Regions from separate parts of the Rattus norvegicus genome. Here region 1 is linked to region 2. A link is a contact called in public Hi-C data. All regions are on one chromosome and are shown on one strand. Each heading gives the region's core, a stretch centred on a gene start, on an enhancer-like site or on the middle of the called end of the contact. The rest is flanking DNA. Distances are from core to core; before and after follow the strand shown. Region 1 holds the start of Garem1 (GRB2 associated regulator of MAPK1 subtype 1). Region 2 overlaps Garem1 (GRB2 associated regulator of MAPK1 subtype 1).

What was found. Hi-C and Micro-C count contacts between places; a contact is called where the count stands out from the background.
Region 1: a contact with region 2 is called in a Hi-C map of kidney, with 1.6 times the contacts expected there. The contact joins the promoter of Garem1 here to the enhancer-like site in region 2. A contact is called at or near these places in 2 of 12 Hi-C or Micro-C datasets (kidney and liver).

The regions. Positions count from the first base shown.
Region 1 is chr18:12,858,870-12,861,569 of GRCr8, reverse strand. Garem1 (GRB2 associated regulator of MAPK1 subtype 1) reads left to right here and starts at 1,351. Exons shown (of 6, transcript NM_001427249.1): 1 at 1,351-1,840. The coding sequence starts at 1,720.
Region 2 is chr18:12,813,654-12,816,495 of GRCr8, reverse strand. All of the region lies in intron 1 of Garem1 (GRB2 associated regulator of MAPK1 subtype 1), which reads left to right. Among named protein-coding and RNA genes, the nearest start is that of Garem1, 45 kb to the left of the region's middle. Within about 2 kb of position 1,280, at least 2 of the 93 cell types and tissues checked have an H3K27ac peak or open chromatin away from gene starts, as enhancers often do. A contact at or near this core is called in kidney, where this site is marked.

The DNA.
Region 1 (2,700 bases), core at 102-2,601, 45 kb before region 2:
CACTGAATGAAAGAGTTGAGCAGAAGAATTTAGTAGATAATATAAACAATATTCTGAAGTGAGAGTCCCGGGAAGGAAGTGAGGAAGTCTCTTGTTTTTCCTCAAAAGCTCACGCACTAGCTTGCTTATGGGAAGATATATCTTAAGCTAACCTTTTACGAGGCAATGGGATCTTTTCAGGGCCCGTGGGCACCGAGCACTGAATACTGAAAATGTATTGATGGAACATGTTCCCTTCATCAACTGCTCATGTCAATAGTTTAACTTCATGTGAAAAAAAAAATCAACACACAAGACGGATGCGTGTCTGAAAAATAGGAACCTCGCACACTCCCTTCTGTTATCTGAGATCTGCTAGCAACAACCAAACCCTATTTCAAAACTGTGGACATCAGTATTATAGAAAATAACCTGTCGGTTGAATGCTAGCACTGCCTCCCAAAAAAATGGGCCATTTTGTGACATCCTCAAAAGTTCTGGTAGCATGTTTAGGAAAGGGGAATTATCCCTGGTTCTTAGAACAAAACCTCCCTGCCCTTTCCCACTGTGCGTAGGAGAAGGGTGGTCTCCTGGACGGTGACACTCCTCATCTTTCTGTGTCTCGGGCCCTTTTGCACCCTGCCTCGCAGTCACACTTGGGCTGGTCACAGAAACTTCCAGTTGGTCTGTGGGGTCGTGGGGTTGGGTGGGAAGCACCTCAGAAGGCTGGCTCCACAGCGGCCTCCAGCATGCTCTCCCTGTCCAGGTCACTAAAAGGTGGACAACCGGCAGCTGCCAGAGGCAACATCAGAGTTCATCACTGCCAACCTCGAAGAGGGCTGCACCTCCGGCTCTAGCAAGGACGCGCCGAGAAAGGCTGCAGGGCGCCAGAGCGGTCGGACGGGGGAGCGAGAGCCAAAGCTTGCGGAGCGCAGCAGAGCGGGTACCGCAGTCCCGGGAGCCGCCTCGAAGGGAGACAGAGCGCCTAGCCAGTAAATGTGCGAAGGCGGAGCCTGCAGGGGGCGGGGCTTCGAGAGGCGGGGCCTGAAGAATATTAACGAAGGGGCGTGGCTATGGTGGGAAGGAGGAGCTATGAGAAGGTGTGGTCATGTAGGGGCGGGATATGTGGAAAGCCGAGCCTACTGGGAGGGAGGCGGAGCTAGTGAAGGTGGAGCCCGAGTTCCAGGGAAGCAGAGCCCGAGCTTCAGAGGGGTAGAGCTAGTGTCGTGGGGCGGGGACCGAGTTAAAGAGGCCAGGCCTCCTTGAGGAGGTGGAGCCTATGCTCCAGGAAGGCGGAGCCTCCTAAGGGGAGGCGGGCGCGGGGGCGGTGCCGGGGCGGGCTGCGCAGGCGTCCCTTGCACCTTGTTGATTAGTCAGTGCCGGGAGCGCTGCTATGGCGTTCTTCGGACCCGCGGCTCCTCCTCACACTGTGCTCGAGGCGGAGGCTAGGAGAGGGCCGAGGAGGAGGAGGCGAGCGGCTGGCCGCCGCAATTGCAGAGCCGGGGCCAAGGGAGACGGAGGCGGAGCGGGAGCCGCCGCAGCTAGCCGGGCCGCCTGTAGTGCTCTCCTGGCTTGAGGGCGCGGGGCGCCAGCCATGCCTCGGTGTGGCTGCTGAAGCCGGGCGCCAGCGTCCCCGCCGCTGTGCCTCGCTGTCCGGCTGCCCGCGGCGGGAGTACGGAGTCCCCAGCCAGCCAGCGGTGGCGCGGGCGCCGGAGCGCGGGGCCGGAGGAGGCGGGGAAGATGGACCCGTCGCCCTCGTTGGGCTGCAGCCTCAAGGATGTGAAGTGGAGCCCAGTGGCTATGCCGCTCGACCTGCTGGTCAGCACCTACCGGCTGCCCCAGATCGCGCGGCTGGACAGCGGTGAGTGCCTGCGGGGCGCACGGTTGCCAGGAAGGGTGGGACCGGTGGTGGGGGTGGGGGGTGTTGGAGGGTCTGTCCTCGCCCCTAGCCGTCTAGTTGGCCCAAGAGGCTGCCGCAGCTCTGGCGCGTTGCTCTCCACTCTCCCCAGCAGCAGCCGTCGCCGCCGGGAGAGGTGCAAATCAGAACCCTTGCAGTGCAGTTAATAAGGACACCTTCCTTACATCGTGGAAACCTACAGATAGTAATCTTGGACGCAAGAATTACTCAATCTGGGAATCTTGAAGTTATCTTAGGCAACTTTCTGACGAAAATAATTGGACTCTGGGTGGTATCTTGCTTGGGGTGCTCTCTCCTACCCGCCCTCTCTGTGTTTACCCAGAAGCTGCAGATTTCAGAGAAAAAGCTCCCAGGTGACCCAATGAAAAGAATCTCGTTTCTTGGCGACCTCTTTTTACAGCTCATCTATTCTGTTTAACCCAACAACGAGTGATTTGGGGCTGTGTGCAGAAAATATCTTTAGCAGAAGTGATGGTATGTTTAAGGTTAATTATTAGCTTAGTGCTCTCCCAGCTTAGAAAGAAAAATTAAGCCACTAAAACATATTGATTTGCAATCTGAGCTTTGAACCAAGAAATGCCAGTATTTCCTGAAACTGACCTCGAGAAAACAACCAAGAATCCCCCACCACCACCACCACACACGCACAGATTATTCTGCACTGTGACATCTGCAAGCAAATATGTAGTGGCAGTCAAGTGGACACCTTTGAATTGAGAGTTGTGACATTGAACGGGGGTGATTAAATTGCGTCTGGCTTTTTGCACTATAACCTCATCAGGTTTATCTTCATGGGACTGCAG
Region 2 (2,842 bases), core at 31-2,530:
CCAGCAGGCCATCCCCCAGCTTCCTTCTGGGTATCCTGCTGCCAGGCTTTGGTTTTGGATATTTAGAAAGAAATGCCTTTGATCCTGTTTCATTTTCTGGTTATGCTTCGAGGAGTGGCATCTCAGTGGGGATACTGTGTACTTCCTGTCTACCTTTATTTCCTCGTGACCTTTATCTGACTATAAAATTTGATTTGATTTTTAAAGTGTTTGCCTGTTTCCATCATTTTAATAGACGGTGCCCTTTCCGTTTCTGTTTGTCCGTTGTGTATTTTTGGAAGCCACTGGTGTAGAGCGCTGTCAAGCTGTGGTCTGGGAGAGCAGCTCACCTGGAACATGGTACCTTCCACTATTACTTGGCATCCACATTGTAATGAAAACCTGTTCTGTGTACAGAGGCTATTAAAATTCATTCCATTTGTGCATTGATGCTGGAAACATTATTTTCAGCATTGACCTATGTTTCCTTAAATCTATGTGAGACTTTGTTTCTTTATATTTTGTTTGGTTTTGTTCTTAAGGCTGGGTTACAGTTTTTGGAAGTCACTAAAATGTGAGCAAGGCGTTAAAGCCATCAAATATGTAACTTAGACATGTTCGTAAGACCGTTCCTCTCCTGTAAATTCTATGCGGTGACTTTATTTTAAATTCAACTCATTCACATTTCAAGTTATTTCTCATGGAATTTAGTTCAAGAGACACTTCGGCTAAAGTTGAAACTAAATGACACTGAAAATCTCTCAAATTTGAACTTCAACTTGATTTATCCATTTGAAATAAAATTGTTAGGGAAGACAGCTGAGTCAGTAAAATGGCTGCCTAGAAAGCATGGAGATCTGAATCTGATCCCTGTACATGTGAAAACTGGGCACTGGAGTAGTAGTCTATAGCCCGGGGATGGGTGATGGGGCTCACTGGTCAGCTGTCTAGTTTAGCCAGTCAGTGAGCTCTAGGTTCAGTAAGTGAAGAGGAATCAAGGAAGACTCCCAGTGCCAACTTCTGTCCCCCTACATAACACTACACACAGTTGGACTTTCCACTGGGAACAAATCACACTTTTGTTAAAGTGAAAGGTAATGTAATCACTGCACCTTAGTGCAGTGGACAAGGAATCATAGCATGAACTAAGTCAGTCACAGGGGAGATGGCTGACTGAGGTAGAAGATAAAGCAGAGCCCCAGGAGAGCCTCCTGCCCACCTGCTGCTAGACTGAAGCTCTGATCTTCGCTCTCCTCCAGTCATGGTGGCCTCCTTAGCACGGCTCAGAGAACATGAGGAATTGCTCACAGTCATGTTGTTAATAACAAAGCTACCAGTTAGTGCTGGAGAGATGGCTTGGCAGGGACAGCAGTCAAGGGTGAGGACCAGAGCTTGGATCCCCAGATCTCACTTTCATGCTGCTCAGGTGTGGGAAATCTCCAAAGCAAACCAGCTGTGTAGACTAGGAGACCAGCTGTGTAGACTAGGAGACCAGCTGTGTAGACTAGGAGTTTTGGTGAGCCATGGAGCCATCTGCTTTGCTGCCTTAATAAGGTGGACAGCAACGGAGGGGGACTCACTGTCAACATCAGCCTGGGACTTCCACATGCATGTGCACATATGCATGCATGCCTGCATCATGTGTGCCCACATATAAGCACAGGCCTGTGTGTACACACCACACTCACAGACATATACAAAGTAAATAACCACTGTGTAAGCTTCAGCTGTCTGTGAAAGACCCTGGTTATTTCTAGCATTCCTCACTACCTCCCATGTACCACATGGAGTCATCACTTCCTCATAAACTATTAGAACCTGAGAGTTGAAGGGAGAAACTCTAGGAATGTGCCTGGTGCTTTGCTCTTGATGCCCGGTGGAGTCTGGGGTGACACCTGCCTGGACTTGGGTCTCGGTGTCTGTGGACCATTTGTGGTGTGAGCATCTTCTCACAGTGTGGAGAGCAGTGGTTCTCAACCTTCCTAATGCAGCAGCCCTTTAATAGGATCCTCATGTTGTTGTGATACCCAACATAACATTGTTTTTATTGCTACTTCATAACTATAATTTTCCTACTGTTATGGGTCTTGATGTAAATATCTGATGCAGGATATCTGGTGTAACCCCTATGAAAGGGTGTCGGACCCCCCTAAAGGGACCCAGACCCACATGTTGAGAACCTCTGTCATAGATACCACTCAGATGGAAGAGTGGTCTTACTGATTGCGAGTATCCAGCACAAGGTGCCAATTGCGAGTATCCAGCACAAGGTGCCAATTGCGAGTATCCAGCACAAGGTGGCAGGGGCAACAACACGACTCTATCAGGCTTCCTGGGCAGCTCTGACCGCACCGTAGCTCAGTGGGTTTTCAGTGAATTCCTTTCCCCTGTAAATCTGAGTCTTTCCTGAAGGATTCCACACTGCCCTCCGGCCACCACACTGGCTTATAGAGAACTGTGAGAACCACAGCTACCCACCTGCTGTTTTCTAAAACTTCCCTTCTGTAGAATTCTTATCTCTAAAGTGTTAGCTACAGCTTGCCTTTTCGGAGTACAGAATCTGGGGCTTGACTTAATTAGGCGTAGTACTGTTTCAGGCAGAAGGACTTAGGTATCATAACTGGTAAATCTGCTGTTAGAAAAGGACTCCTCTGTCGCTGCTTATTTAAAGAGAGGTGATAGTATAGACCTACTCTTCTCTCCCCTTTGTCCCATGCATTCCTTACTGCTTACACTTCGCTGGTAGTCCCCTGAACACATACGTTACTAGTCATTGCTTTGACTAAAATAATCTCTTCTTTCCTTTCTTAGAATAAAGAATAAAATGTGAAAACACAGTGCCTTGACTTGCTTCAAATTCAAG